Linked DNA regions of Mus musculus: region 1 is linked to region 2. A link is a contact called in public Hi-C data. All regions are on one chromosome and are shown on one strand. Each heading gives the region's core, a stretch centred on a gene start, on an enhancer-like site or on the middle of the called end of the contact. The rest is flanking DNA. Distances are from core to core; before and after follow the strand shown.

What was found. A called contact is a pair of places that touch in the nucleus more often than the background predicts.
Region 1: a contact with region 2 is called in a Hi-C map of embryonic stem cells, with 5 times the contacts expected there. The contact joins two enhancer-like sites. A contact is called at or near these places in 1 of 484 Hi-C or Micro-C datasets (embryonic stem cells) and 1 of 115 datasets of contacts at active chromatin or transcription factors (embryonic stem cells).

What each region holds. Positions count from the first base shown.
Region 1 is chr5:19,153,333-19,156,426 of GRCm38.p6, forward strand. No RefSeq gene overlaps it. Among named protein-coding and RNA genes, the nearest start is that of 4921504A21Rik, 72 kb to the right of the region's middle. Within about 2 kb of position 1,254, at least 3 of the 459 cell types and tissues checked have an H3K27ac peak or open chromatin away from gene starts, as enhancers often do. A contact at or near this core is called in embryonic stem cells, where this site is marked.
Region 2 is chr5:18,687,330-18,690,057 of GRCm38.p6, forward strand. No RefSeq gene overlaps it. Among named protein-coding and RNA genes, the nearest start is that of Gm23822, 180 kb to the right of the region's middle. Within about 2 kb of position 1,367, at least 10 of the 459 cell types and tissues checked have an H3K27ac peak or open chromatin away from gene starts, as enhancers often do. A contact at or near this core is called in embryonic stem cells, where this site is marked.

The DNA of each region.
Region 1 (3,094 bases), core at 4-2,503, 470 kb after region 2:
AGGATTGTGAGGAAATACTGGATCAAGAAAACAGTGAAATTCAGCAGTGCAAACTCTAAATTCTACATCTCCATGTCTGATGTCAAACTACTCTTCAGATCTCCAACTCCTTTCAGCTTTGTTGACCACAACATTACTATTCTCTCTCTTGGGCTGTTTTCACAACGAGTTTGTAATTATCTGCTGATATCCTACAACTCTGGAATCTTCTACATCTTAAGGGCTTCATAATCTAGATGCAGAAGTGGCCTCTCTGTGCCGTTCTATGCATGATCTCTTATGCAGGAACATCCTTTTTCACATACTTGGCCCCTCTATGGATAAATGGCTTTCCTTATCCATAAAGAGTGGGTCCAAAACCCCTTTCATGCATCCTTGACTCAAATGCCAGAACCACATGGCCAAAGCTGAAACTTGGGGCCTCCTCCTTCAGTTACATCTCCCTCAGCTTTCTGCTGTTCATGGTTTCCTTTACTACTTAAGCTTTCCTTTGATTTCTTTTCATAAGTTGGAAGCTTAGCTGAATGAGGGTCTTGCCCTGAGGTCACCACTCTTTTATTCCATTTAGCATAAGTCTTTTCTTTAAACTTTTATTTCCCTGTGTACAAAACTTAGTTCCCGGTTCTAGCATCATATTTCCTGGTGCTCCTTTCCTCCTCCAACTGCACATTTTGCATTTCTTTTTGTTGCCTTGATTCTTTCTGTCATTATAGGGAAGCATAGGAGTGATTACTAACAACCACACAATACAGTCAAGACTGAGCTGGCTTGAGATCTCCTCTGTCAATGTCATTAATCCAAAACTCTTCAATTTAGTCTCATGCACATTTTTAATGCAAGGTAAAAAGGCAGACACATTGTTTGCCAAATTATCACATGAATAGTCTCTAGGTCATTCTTCTCCTCTGAGACCTCTTGGTCTGAGTTAGATTTTATGCCACTCTCGTACCACTATGTTTCAAATACTTACTAGAATTTGTAACAGTATTACTCTGCCCCCTGGTACTAATTTCTGTCTTAGTCACTGTTCTATGTCTGTGATGAGACACCATGACAAAGGCAACTTGTTGAGTGAAATATTAAAATAGATCTTCAAGTTTGGGTTCTAAACTGGGTACCAGCAGGCCACATAGCTCCAGCCTGGTGTTCTCAACTAGGCAGAATCTCTGGCCCAGAGCTCTGGAGATGTCTCCACCCAACTAGCTAAATTACCTCTGGCAGGTTGCTACCCAGCCAGCCCCAAGCTGCAACCCCCCCACAGCCTTTGTGCTGCATATCAGGCAAACCCTTGCTTTGCTGCTGTACCTTTGTCTCTGGAACCCAATCAAGCCTTTGTGTGAAGAAAAACATCACATTAACTCAATCTCTGGGCACAACAACTAGAATGCTAATCTTGTAAACCATATGTGGATAGCCTTGAAGCTGTTGTATTTTGATGTTAATTCTGCCTTTAGGAGGGGTTGTCTGGAATGAGTCATGTACCCAGGCGAATCCTTGTGTAACCATCCCCTAATGAATAAAGGAACCAATCACCTGGCAAGTAGGTGGAATTTCCAGGTTGAACAGAGGAAGAGAGGAAGGAAGAGGGGGGATTTTTGGACTGGATATTGACAGGACAAGATGTAGCTACTAGTGTCTTCTGGATTAGATGGCAAATCTGTCAGGATTTGCCACAGGAAGATTTGGATTTAATATGGCTTACAAGATTAGCATTCTAGTTGTTGTAACACCCTCATAGAAGCAGGTGGAGGAGGGATGGGGGATGAGATACAGGGTTTCCAGGAAACCAGGAAAGGGGATAAAATCTGAAATCTAAATAAAGAAAATATCCAAGAAAAAAGAAAATGAGAGAAAAAAAAAGAAAAGAAAATTCATATTATTTACTTGAATAATATTTTAAATATGAATATCATTTATTAAGATGAATTAAGACAAATGTGACAATAAAATAGTTCTCACTCAGAAAAAAAATAGAGAGATGAAATCAAGCAACATTTAGATGACCAAGTAAAAAGGAAAAGTCATATAAATAAAATCATAAATAAAATAGATATTACACCAAAATTGAAATAACACAAGTAAATGATATGAAAAAGGATAAGACAACAAAATGAGTAATTTGGGAAAAAGAACAAATTTTTACAAACTTATAACCTTCTGAGACTAACATTACAAAATAATTTATAAATTACAAACAGCAGCTGAATATGGGAATTGTAATCACAGTACTCTGGCCATGAAAGAAGAAACCCTACAAGTTCGAAACCAACATTACTCTACATATGAAGATAGTGTCATCCCAAGATAGCAACAAAGTCTAACCAACCAATTAACATGTGAGGAAAGCTAATGGGCAATAAGGTCTCCCATCAAATTAAAGCACAGTGTCTTATGTCTCTCTGCTGAATTTTGTCAACCATTTAGAAACTGACAAGAAGCCTTCCTTGACTTTCAGCAAATTACAGATGACATAAATATTTCCAAACTCATTTTACAAGCTAACAATAGTCAGATCCCAAAGTGATTAGACTGGACACTGGAAGAAATTGACAATCATAAGCCAATATTTCTAATGAACTCAGATAAAAGAATCTTCAATAAAATATTCCCAAACATATTTAACCCAGAGACATGGTATTATTGAGAACAAAATGAGGTTGTACATGGAATTCTAAAAAAAAAAAAAAATCAATATACATAAATCTATAATAATTATCTCCAGAAATATAAGAACAACATTTAATAAAATTTAACATTTAGATAACAAAATCTCTCAATAGGATAGCCATGGGATATGTTTATTTTAATATACTGAAGGCAATATGACATAAATCTATGGATAAAACACTTAGAGATGAATCTATGGAAACAATATCTTATACCCAGAACCTGACATGTTGTTTGTTTATGACCAGAGCAGATGAGCACTATGAATCAGAGAGAAAGAAATTATTAAAATGTTGGTATAAAGAACTTAAAATTAAAAAACACAAATAAATACCAATAACTTAAAAAGTAATGAGAATAAAGTAAAAAATAATTTATTTACAATCAGGATGATTATCTGTCAAGAATAGTTAAGAATTTATTGAAA
Region 2 (2,728 bases), core at 117-2,616:
GTGTTCCTGTGATTCCAGGATCCTGTGATCCTGAGATCCTGGGTGTGTCAGAGTTCCTGGGAGTTAAGCTGCCTCTGGGACCCTGAGATCCTGGTGTGACCAAGCTCCTGGGATGCTGTGATTCTGGGATCCTGGGCAAGCTCCTGGGAGTGGAGATTCCTCTTGGTGTCTTGGGAATGGCTAGGAGTTTGCTCCCAAGGTAAACCTTTGAAGACTGGAAGGAACTTGAGCCACTGGTCAGGTGGGGTTCCTCTGTCCTGGAATCCTACTGGTTCCATTTACTTCCTGTGGTGTTGGAACAGATGTTGTGTCCTCCTCGCCTCAATCCTATGATCCTGGGTGAGTCAGAACACTTGTGCGTGGAGCTTCCTCTGGGTGTTTTTGGACACTGTTTCCCCACGCTTATTTTAAAATCTATAATTCCTCTTAGGTAGCAGACTTAGAAGCAACTATTTTATAAATATGTTATTTTCTTGATAATTTAAAATTCTTCAACACTATTATAATTTTTATAGTTAAAATGCATAAATATTTTTCTAGGCTTCAGAAACATGGAATATAGAGAGTTGTATAAAGAAAGGTATTTTCATTTTCTGTGGTTCTGAAAAGTAACCTATATTGAATGAGTCCACAGAACACAGTTATAAATGATTGATAAACTCCCAGGGAAAAATTGTGTGCTTAAAGCTACTTCTGTGTAACTTAATGAACGATAAAGACAAGAGCAATTAAAGAAAGACACAGTTCTCTGGAGGGAAAGAAGCAATAGGACAGCAGAAGATCATGGAGAAGAAAAAGGACTATAAAGTAAAATAGCAAGAATGAAAAGAAACTTCATTTACAAGGTAGATAGCCCTGGTTGGAAAAAAAAAAAAAACTATGACTTTTCATATATGGTAAATAAAGCTAAGATACTTGGTGTGCCTGTGACTCTTCTTTTCTGACAGGCCAGCTTCGAAGGCAAAAATCCACATTGGCACCCCCATATTGTTTCATTGCTATAACTAGGCACCATTATGTTTCAGTGCTTTTATTAATTCTTTGGGAATTCATTCATTGTATTAAAAACATCACTAATCCCACTATTATTTTTTTTACCTTCTCCACTTCTCTTTCCACTCAGTGTTGAGATTTCTAATTATGTTAAGATTTTTTTTCTTCCTTCCCAGTTGAGTCTTCTCAGTCCTAAAAGGGACATAGAAACATACTCCAAGGCCCAGGGATGTAACCTCCCCCAGCCTGAAGCAGGCTGAGCTAGAACTTGACCTTGCTGCCACTCTGGAGATTACCTAGGGTGGAGCCTTCCTCCTTAGATCACTCTATTGTTCAGCCAGTGCAGCTGTTCCCTTTCAAGACACTGCTACCTGCTGGGAGGCCATTGAGCTATTCGGAGACTACACCCTATCTGCACCTCAGTCACCTGCAGCTAGCTGGTTCCAGGCTCCAAGAATGAATTGGCAGGAATGGGCCTCCCCTCGCCCCCTTTATGAGCACACTTGCCATTAAGCATTTGAGCTTTGATCAGGAATCTTGACTTAGCTCCATTTTTCTCTCAACCACCTAGTTCCCCTCTTTTCAGCCCCAGCTTGCCTCCCAGGTGAAACCCAGATCATGGGAGCTGTGGGTTGGCTTCCAACACAAGGATTTTCACGTAAGAGTGTAGTGGGGACATTGTAAAAGCCAGACATAGCTAGTAACATCAAGTTTTGCTTTCCAGACACAGCATAGAAGGTGTACCTATGAATTCACAGTGATTGTGGTAGCATGTTCAAACCAGACAAAAACCTCAGCCTTGAGGGAGAATCAAATCCCTCCCCTAGCTGAGGCTTATGAATTGGCTCTAACCCCACCAAGTGACTAAAAACTCTGGTGTTTACCTCTAGGAAGCATTTGTTCTCCAAATTTGAAACAATGCTGGGCTTCATAAAATTCAGTCTCAAAAAATAAAACCAAAAATAAAAAGACACAAATTGAAAACAACTGAATATTAAGACTAAAATGGACAGATTATCTGTCAAAAATAGCAATGCTAAGAGGGAGGAGGAACAGGGATATGCTTCAGAGTGTATCCTGCCTGCATGGAAGCAGTAAACTGACTTGATCTTGGCCTTGGAAGTACTTACAACTTTTTTATCCTGGACAATAAATAAGGCTGGCACTGGCTCTGAACTGAGAGGCTATCTTTCTCCAGATACTCTCATTTATACCAATAACTTTTGAAAGACAATCTCAAGCACAGGTCATTAGTGAGTCCATTTACAGGGCATTGGTATCCCTTAGAAAATTGTCTTCCCGAAGAAACAACACAAAGGGTCTTGAAATGAGTATGACTAGTTAAAGAAAGTATGATTAGCTAGGTTAATAAAAATATGTCTAGTGTTCTCACTTTCATCCAAACTTTAAAGTGTAAAGTGATATTTGTATATATGTGTTTATGTATTTTATTAAGATAAATATCATGCCTTTCTTTGTTTGCCACCTAGGATAGTTCAAAGTGTATAAACTAATTGTTGGGAAATCCACAGAAAGACTATTCTTTCTGAAGGTAATTGAAACCCAATGACATTAAGGTAGATTAAAATAATCTAGAATATGGCAGTTGTTCAGTTTGCAGGCCCACATCTTTTTCTTTAATAAGAGTCATATAGAACTGAAGGCAAGGAAAGAACTTTGGCCTGGACAGAGCACAGAGGATCTTTCCTTTATCGTGAATTTTGATCACAGTGCA